2 separate regions of the Mus musculus genome follow, and region 1 is linked to region 2. The links are chromatin contacts, called in public promoter capture Hi-C maps. All regions are on one chromosome and are shown on one strand. The core of a region is the stretch at or near the end of the contact, and the rest is flanking DNA. Distances in the headings are between cores, read along the strand shown. Region 1 holds the start of Prss36 (protease, serine 36). Region 2 holds the start of Ctf2 (cardiotrophin 2).

Region 1 (4,778 bases), core at 1,591-4,090, 220 kb after region 2:
CCCCAGGGCCTTCAGGATGGCCTCTATTTAGCACATCCTCTCTCCACACGGCCTCCTTCCCAGTGATCTCCTGCTGTGAAGGCCCACTGTCAGGACCCTCTGGCTCCTTCCACAAAGATTTCCTAGGTGTTCATGATCACCGTTTCCTGTTGGTACCCCTGCAAGCCGCAGCTATGGCATCTCCTCCACAAAGCGCCTTTCAAAGCCCCTAGTCCTGGAGAAGTGTGACCAAGCAGATGTAGACTAGCTATGTACCCATAGCTATGTTTACTAGCAGCAAAGTAACAGCCAGTAATAGGGGTGGCAGAAGATGGAAAAAGAGTCCGTCTCCAACACCACTGTGCTAGCCACTGCTGATAGGCATTACTTGGGTTTTCTCTGCCCCGTCACCCAACACCCCGGGAGCTGTTTTCCTCTTTTCGCAGGAGGAAATGTGCAGGGGGGGAATGCTTTGTCTGAAAGAGCTGGGATGGAACCCGAATCTGACCTAAATCCAAAAGAGAAAAGAAAAGAAAAAAAAGAAGAAAAAAAGAAAAGAAAAGAAAAAAAACAAACCAAAAACAAAAACGGAGAAAAGGTGAGGCCGGGCAACCTCGGGTACATAAAAAGAGGTTAGGAATTTTCCGTGGATCAGAACCAAATCTCCCAAGCTCCGCCTGGGTCCCATTCTTTAGGCTCAGCTTCCGAGGAGGTAACCCACTAGAGGACCCAGCTTTCAGGGCCCACACTTGCAAGGGCGGTGGTGCGTCCCACTTACCAGCCTCCTGGACGTCCCCCCAACCAGTGGCCCAGCAGGCAGTTCCGTGAGCGAAGAGGTGCGAGGCACGAGGCAGGCAGACCGGCCGCACAGAGGGGCCCAGCTTGGCTGGCGAGGCCAGGCGCAGCAGAGCCAAGTCTGCGCCCAGTTCCACTGTGCTGTAGTTGTCCGGTATCAGGATGGTGGCCACTGAGCGCATGTGCGCTCCTTCCAGGGGCCCGTCCTGGGAGTGCACGCCCAGCAGAACTGACAATTCGTCCGCGGGCTCCAAGGTTCCATTCCTGCTCCAGTGCCGGGGAGAGAAGGGGACTAGGTTGGCCCTACGGAGTCAGTCCTTGGGACTGGGGACTCAGAGCCAACGGGGAGCTAGGGTCAGTAGGAACCCAGCGAGAGAGCGAATCCAGATTTTTCACCGTGGAAGTCGAAAGGGTCAAATAGGACTTGGAGATGTCAGTGGGAGCGTTGGAAAGATTTCTATTCTAGGGTATTCAGCCTGGACAGCGTGGCATTGCCAGGCAGGAAGGATAAGCAGGGAAGGTTGAGCTGCTGCGCAGGGTTAGCTATAGGAGAGAACCTGGACAAAGACTATACTCACGTCACGAAACAGTGAGCAGCGGAGAGGACCCAGGAAGGGGCGATGAGGGAGCCCCCGCAGATGTGGCCCCCACCTTGATGCAGGCTCACCTGCCATGGCCAAGTGCCAGGATGAGCGTCCGAGCCCCCCACAATGCGGGAAGAGGGCTCAGGGCGGCCGCAGTCTGCAATAGAGACCCCCTAGAAGTCAAAGCTCGGTTAGGGTTCCCCTCCTCTCCTAATCCCTTGGACTCCAGAGACCCTGGTAACTCGGGGAGGGTGGTGGTGGAGCCTGAACCCCTTCAGTTTGCCCTTCTGAACATGAGCAAGCCAAAGCTGGAGGGCCCGGGCACTTCCAATTCACTCATGACCTAGCCAGTTTGAAACTTCTTTAGGATTCAAGACAGCCTTTAGTGCCAGCGCTCAGGAGGCAAAGACAGGTGGATCTCTGTGAGTGTGAGGTTAGCCTGGCCTATGAGAATGAGTTTCAGGATAGCTAGGACTATAGAGAGAGACCCTGTCTCAAGAGCAAAGCAAAGCAAAGCAAAGCAAAGCAAAACGAAAACAAAAACAAGCAAGCAAACAAAAGACAAGATTGGAGGCAACTCATGCCTCTCTCTTACCTAGGTCTTCAAATTCTCCTTGGGTAGGACTGACCACTAGAAGACAGAAGACAGAGAGAGAAAGACGCTCCTTCAGCCCCGACACTGCCAGCACCATCTTCCTGCTCTTCCTGGGCTTTTGCTGCCCTCAGTCCCCCGGTTCCCTGTTTCAGCCCTTTGGTCTGCCTACACTGAGGCATCTGAGCCCAACTCTCCCCAGTCCATCAGTCTTACCTGAGTCCTGGAAGGCTCCTGGAGGGATGGGACTGACCACTGAGAAGACAAGAGGGAGGCAAGGAAAGTCTGGAGAGATGATGCACTTAGGTGTGGCTCTTTCTCCTTCCATCCTATTTTACAGTGTTCCATCTCCCCATGGCATGCAGGCCTCCTTTCCCCTTCCCCTTCTGCACAATCCCTCGGGCTCCTGGTATGGCCCTCTCCTCCTTCCACCACCCTCCCGTCCTTCCTCTTGACACTCTGCTCCTCTGCCTACTCTGCTATCTTACTGCCATAAGGGATGCAGGGTATATCTCCTGCTTTTCAGCTCTCTAGGGTTGGTATCCAGGCTTCTTAAAGCCCGGTCCTCTGAACTTACCCATGATTACAACTGGGAGAAACAGGTGATGGGACATGGTCTACTAAAGTCAGCTGGAGGCACAGAGGCAGGTGAGAGGCTGCTTCCTGCCACCACTCTGTCACCGGACTATGTAGCTGGTTCCTCCTGATGGTCCCAGGGGTAGCCCCACCCTCCCTGGCTGGAGCCCATCTGTGGGAATCTGAGAGGATCTGGGCCTGAAAGGGGAAAATAGGGAGGTCAAAGGCCCCACCCTGAATTCTGGTGCATCTCACATATCTGGAGGCTCAGAGTGGAGGTAGGGCGGTGTCCTCACTCCAGGACACCTGTTGGATGTGGAGAGTTGAGCAGGGCGCCCCGTGTGTTAAACCGACTCAGAGGACTGTGGTGGGTGGAGTGCTAGGAGCACATGCCCTGGGTCCGTGGAAGAGCAGGATGGGGCTGGGCAGTAGCCCTTGGCATGACTCACCTGAGACCTCACCCTTGATTGGGGTGTGGCTTCCCCAGTGGCTTGGCCTTTTCTTCTCACACAGCTCTGGTTACTGGAGTTGCTGGCCAGGCCTGGGACAGGAACTCTAGGGAATTCAATTCCATCCTAACAAAGGGATCACAGATTCTGCCTTGTTGAGCAAGGCCTGGGGGTACTGGAGAGGACTAAGCAGCCTGGTAAAGCTGGAAACCCCTCTGTGCTGGGGTGGTCGACTCTCAATGCTGTTCCTTGCTTGCTCTTCATGTGACTTAGAAAAGTCACTCCGTCTCTTGGTACACTATTTATCATTAGGAGTCTATTTAAGGAAGGTATGGCACTGGGTGTGGTAGTACCTGTGACCCCAACACTGTGAAGTCTGAAAGCACTCCAGTCCACAGTTCCTAGACTACACAGAAGCTGGAGATGTGGGTTAGCTGCTATGATTGCTTGCTGCTCTTCCAGAGGACCTGAGTTCAGTTTCCAGAATCCACAACACCAGCTCACAACCTCCGGTGACTTCAGCTCCAGATTTGGTGCCCTCCTATGCCCTCTCTGTGGGTAACAGCACCCACATGGCATAGAGGGGTGTGTGTGAGTGAGTGTGTGTGTGAGTGTGAGTATGTGTGAGTGTGTGTGCGAGCATGTGTGTGTGTGCGTGTATGTGTGTGTGTGTGTGTGTGTGAGAGAGAGAGAGAGAGAGAGAGAGAGAGAGAGAGAGAGAAACAAGGGAAAAAGCACATGTTTGGGTAGAAGATATAGCTCAATTGGTAAAATGTTTGCCTAGAATGCATGAAGTTCTGGGCTTGATCCCCAGTTTTACATAAAGCAGGCATGCTGGTGAATGCTTATGATCCTAGCACCTAGGAGGTAGGCGGTAGGTGCAATATCAGACGTTCAGTATCAGGGCTGGAGAGATGGCTCAGTGGTTAAGAGCACTGACTGCTCTTCCAGCTGATGCCCTCTTCTGGTGTATCTGAAGACAGCGACAGTATACTCACATACATTAAATAAATAAATAAATAAATAAATAAATAAATATTAAAGGCGGGCAGGCTGGAGAGATGGAGAGATGGCTTAGTGGCTAAGAGCACTGACTGCTCTTCCAGAGGTTCCAGAGTTCAATTCCCACCAACCACATGGTGGCTCACAACCTTCTGTAGTGGGATCCGATGCTCTCTTCTGGTGTGTCTGAAGACAGCTACAGTGTATTCATATAAATAAAATAAATAAATCTTAAAAATTATTTTTTCAAAAGGAGTTCAAGGTCATTTTTAGCTACATTAGGAATTTAAGGCCAGCCTGGGCTACATACATAAGACTTTGTCTCAACAAACAAACAAGCAAACATGACTCTGCTTAGAGGAAGTGAGTGTTTGAGGATAGAGCTTTTTGCATGTGTGGGTAGACTTGAAGGAAACCAAAAAGATGAGGAAGCACTAGCTGGCTGGAATGGAGAGTCTGGGCTGGGGCTGGATTGCTGTCTCCATAGGTAAGAACGATTGTGTTGTAAGCATGAGGAGAACCTGAGATCAAATCCTCAGAACCCGTGTAAAAAGTTAGGCACAGCTGCCCTTGGAACAAGACAGAGGCCAAGAGCTCAAGGACTAGTCAGCCAAAACAGTGGAGCTCTGGTTCTATGAGAGATCCTGTTTCAAGGCTACAAAGTGGAGAGTGGTAGACAGGAGTGGCAATGAGGGAGCCCTTGCTGCCTTGCCCCAAAGAGAGAGAAGAAAGGAGGGGGACAGAGAAGGAATAGAGAGTAGTTTCTGGCACTCAAGAAGAGCTCTGTCTGTGCAAAGAGCC
Region 2 (4,506 bases), core at 1,781-4,280:
TCTATTTTAATCCTTTAAAATAATCTGGCTGCCTCCCAGTCAAAATCCCAGTGATAATTGTATGTTAGTTCTGAGCTGGCTCTCTGGACTCTAGGTGCTCTTTCATGCTGTCTCCTCAACTGTTTCCCAAGGTAAATCCCCACTTCCCCTCTCTCCTCTTCTTACCCCCTTGGCTGGGAGGAAGTCCAGCCCTATTCTCTCCCTGCTCAGTCACTGGTTGATCAGCTTCCTTATTGACCAATCAGGGAATAATTGAGGAGCAGTGTTTATATAACATTGAGACAGGAGATTCTCAGAATAAGGATTGCAGCCAGATATGGGGCACAGATATCAGCATTTGAATAATACAAGGACAGTCTTTACACAGGGCACAATAACATTATGCCAGTAACACATAACTTTGCAGATGAGGAGGTCAGGAGTAAGGGAAGAGAGCTGGCCAGCTTGATATCACTCAGCCATCAGTGACCACACAAGTAAATGTGTCTCTGGCTAAGAGCACCTGCCCACCTCAGATTCCCGACCCTTGCATATGCCCAATGTCACTCACATAGGTCTGCAGCAGTGCTGACGTGTTCTTCTGCATGTAGAGAGCCAGGCTGTAGGCTTGACCGATGGGCTCTGATGGGGAGATGGGGGCCGCAGGACTGAGGGGTGGCAACAGCAGGCTCAGTAGGCATAGGGGAGTTGCTAGGGGATATAAAAGGGCCATCATTAAGTCCCTGACACTTTGAGTCATCATTCATTTATTCCAACAATGTCCAAAGAGGCATTTGTGGCCTGTCTTGTGTATTCAAATCAGGGCAAAATTACCTGGCTGATTGATTGTGTCATGCCCAGAACTCCCTTTTGAGATAGGGTCTTACTGTGTAACCCTGGCTGTCCTGGAGCTCACTATGTAGACCAGAGTAGCCTCAAACCCAAAGAGATTCACTTGCCTCTGCCTCCTGAGTGCTGGGATTGCAGGCCTGTACCATTTTATGCAGTTGGGGGGGGGGGCGGGGACACACTGCTGCTTATCTGAACTCATTAAAATGTTCCTTAATAGCCGGGCAGTGGTGGTGCACTTGGGAGACAGAGGCAGGTGGATTTCTGAGTTGAGGCCAGCCTGCTCTACAATCCAGCCAGGGATACACAAAGAAACCCTGTCTCAGAGGGGAAAGAAACTTAGATCCTGTGTATGAGAGAAATCATGCAGTATGTGTTGCAGTCTGACTTATTTTGCTTTGCATAATGATCTCAGTCCCTTCATTTTATCTGGAAATGTTATCATTTCATTCTTCTATGGCTGAATAAAATTCCATTGTGTGTAAAGAACATTTTCTTTCTCCATTCATTTGCTGTTGGACAAGCTAGCTGGATCCACATCCTGGCTATTGTGACCAGTCTTGCAATACGGATGTACAGATATCAATGTTGTATTCTAGCCCTTCTTGGTTTTTGTTTTTTTTTTTGTTTGTTTTGTTTTGTTTTGTTTTTTCAAGACAAGGTTTCTCTGTGTAACAGAGCCCTGGCTGTTTTGGAGCTCACTATGAAGATCAGGCTGGCCTTGAGCTCACAGAGATCCTCCTGCCTCTGTCTTCCAGAGTGCTAGAACTCAAAGCATGCACCACCATGCCAGGCCTGCCTTTTTTGGTTTGGTTTCTTGTTTTTGTTTGAGGCAGGGTCTCTAGCAGTGCAAAATCACACAGGGTAGGGTCTCCTCCCATCTAAAGGCTCAGGCTGGCCTTGAGCTTTCTAGCCATCTTCCTGCTGCTCGCTCCAGAGTGCTGGGATCAGAGGTGTCAGGAAGCTGATTGTTTCCCATTTGAATACACGGTGACAAATGATCCTCCCAATCCCTGGGGAAGCTTGTGCTCCCATCCGGTGTGAGGCCACCCGCCTGGGAAGGAGGGTCGGAAATGTAGGGTGGTCTCCTTAACTGTCTTACATCCCTAAACTCCAGAAGTTCAGAGCCAATCAGAAGAGAACCGAAAGTGGTGTGTGCTTTTAATTCCAGTAGAAGGGGCAGATCTCCGAGTTCTTTAACAGTCTGGTCTACACAGGGAGACCCTGACTTGTTTTAAAAAGAAAGAAAGAAGACAGAGCAGAGACGCCTTCAGAGCTTGTTCAACAAGGTTGAGTGAAAGACCACACTCCATTACTATATTGTGGCCTACATTGATGAAAAAAGAAAAACAGACAAACAAACAAACAAACAAACACCAAAAAAACTAAGGTTGCGTGAGCTCATCTCTTCTCACACGCCATCATAATTTTCTTGTTTGTTTGTAGACAGGGTCTTGTTATGTAGCTTAGGATGGAGTTTGCTATGTATTCCAGGCTAGCCCCAAACTCTCCATCCAGCCTCAACATCCCAGGTGTTAGGGTTACAAGCCTGTACCGCTGCCCCCAGTGTGACTTATTTCTTTGTTGCTTATAGCACAAATCTGACAGGGCAATCACCAGCCCCCTGTAGATGTCTGTTCCCTTCTGTATATCCCACAGTACAGTTAGCCTTCCATGTCTGCAGCCATTCATTCATGCAACTGCAGAGGCAAAATAATCACATTTGCACTGGGCATACAGAGATTGTTTTACTTGCCTCCTAAACAATACAACACACTACTTACACAGTATTGACACTGCATCAACAGTTATAATAGTCTAGAGGAGCTATAAAGTATATGAACAGATGTGCATAGGTTATATGCAAGTATGACATTGTATCTAAGAGATTGGGGCATCGGTGGCGTTCGGTCTCTGCTGGAGAAGTCCCAGAATCAATCCTCTGTGGATGCCAAGAGACAACTGTACCAATACATAGTGGGGCCTCTATAACCACTCCTTGAGTGGATAGTGAGTAAGTCCTATGTGTAAGAATGTACGGGTCCCAGCAGCCCTACAGTCATTGGGTAACTGAGACTGAGCAGCAGGATATAGCTGGCAAAGCCATCTTCCTTCCTGGCTTCTGGGCCCTGATACCCTGTACCCTCACTCACCCAGCAGGCAGTACATCCTCCCTCCTTGGCTCCTTCCTCTGCAGTCTCTGGGTCTTTCCAGGGCACCTGTCCTGTTCCTTGGGTAGCTTTATACCTGGGACTGAGCCTTAGAGCCGCCCAGGAGGGAGGGGAGCTAGTCCCTAGGAAAGCAGCAGACAGGGCCCTGCCAGAGAATGACACAGACCCAGCTAGGGCATAGAATAGAGAGTTTTGGGAGGGACCAAGATGAGGGCATATATTCCAGGCCAACCAGAGCCCCCAGGGCTAGAAATAGCCAGCGAAGGGGACACTAAGTTGACACCCTAGACCCCTAAGGCCCCCAAATTTGACCTTAAACCCTGGTGGTTGGAAAGCAGGGGGCAAGGGCGGGAGAGGATTATGGGGGACAAAGGGAGCCCTGCTCCCTGCTGCTCTGCACGTCCTGGGATCCAGTTTCCCAGGAGGAGGCCGCCCCCTGCTCCGCCCATGGGGACCCAGGTACTGGGCCCTGGCTTTCAAGGAGTTTGGGAAAGGAGCAGGGGGAGTGGTTTGAGAACCCCATGACCCACACCCAGGTGTGCCCCTGGATACAGGGACATACACCGCACAGGCAATATCACATGTTTGTTTGCTCCAGTACTCATGGGTCATAGAGCCAGTCCCTACTTCAGGTGCTTGGCACAGAATATGGAACAAGATAAGCAACAGATCCCTGCCCACATGGAGCCGACCCTCCTAGGCATGTCTGTATGCACATATCCTATCAGGTTTGCATGTATCACATACCCAGAGTCCTAGACAGATACATACTTATCTGTACAGACGCACACAGACAAACAAACACATCCCAAAACAGCTGGAATCCCAGCTCGAGCACCTACGGCATACAGCTGTGCACTTGGAGGTAATCACACTTCTCATGTGCAGCTGACAGGAGTCCTCACCCTGCCAATCTCAGCCTCTGAGGCGGTCCTGTCCCTCTGCCTAGGTACAGTATACATGTGCAGGCGGCCTCACGTGCGTGCTCCTGAGACTTCTTCCCTGGGGATGTCCGGAGGTGCAGAAAAGCTCCTTCTGGCCCCTCCCCAGAGCTGTGGGAACTTGCCCACCATGGAAGGATGCCGTTTGCACTCTGACACAGAGTGTGCCAGCCAAATGCTGGTCCTTATTCCCTTGAGGGCTGGAGGACAGTTCGCTCCACCTCCCCTGGTAGAGGATAATGTGGAGAGAAACTTGTATTCATTCACTTAGCAGATAGAGTACAGCTCCTACTGTGTGTGGCACTGGGGTTAATGGAAGATATCCCCAGTGGAGAAGACCAACAAGAAACAGAAACTGACGAAAGCTGATGCTTCAGTCCGCATGACAGCACATGTTTAAAATCCTAGGACTAAGAAGGCTAGAGAGGGGGACTCTTGACTTTGAGGCCAGCCTGGACTACATGAGACCCTGTCTCAAAGTAAAATCAAGTAAAATAAAACAACACAAAGTTTTCTCAGTGACAAGTGCCTAAGAAGCCAAAAGGATTCAGAGTGATTAGTTGAGG

The links. Promoter capture Hi-C pulls out the DNA fragments that hold promoters and counts their contacts.
Region 1: a promoter capture Hi-C map of hematopoietic stem and progenitor cells shows a contact between it and region 2, with 3 times the contacts expected there. The contact joins the promoter of Prss36 here to the promoter of Ctf2 in region 2. A contact is called at or near these places in 7 of 39 promoter capture datasets (the C10 cell line, cranial neural crest, hematopoietic stem and progenitor cells and 3 more), 4 of 484 Hi-C or Micro-C datasets (bone marrow-derived macrophages, embryonic stem cells and muscle stem cells), 4 of 115 datasets of contacts at active chromatin or transcription factors (bone marrow-derived macrophages, embryonic stem cells, epiblast stem cells and 1 more) and 4 of 9 other capture datasets (adipose tissue, liver, macrophages and 1 more).

The regions. Positions count from the first base shown.
Region 1 is chr7:127,943,885-127,948,662 of GRCm38.p6, forward strand. Prss36 (protease, serine 36) reads right to left here and starts at 2,841. Exons shown (of 15, transcript NM_001319147.1): 1 at 2,528-2,841; 2 at 2,167-2,205; 3 at 1,954-1,989; 4 at 1,353-1,515; 5 at 758-1,038. The coding sequence starts at 2,564.
Region 2 is chr7:127,722,586-127,727,091 of GRCm38.p6, forward strand. It overlaps Ctf2 (cardiotrophin 2), which reads right to left and starts at 3,031. Exons shown (of 3, transcript NM_198858.1): 1 at 2,982-3,031; 2 at 551-690. The coding sequence starts at 2,997.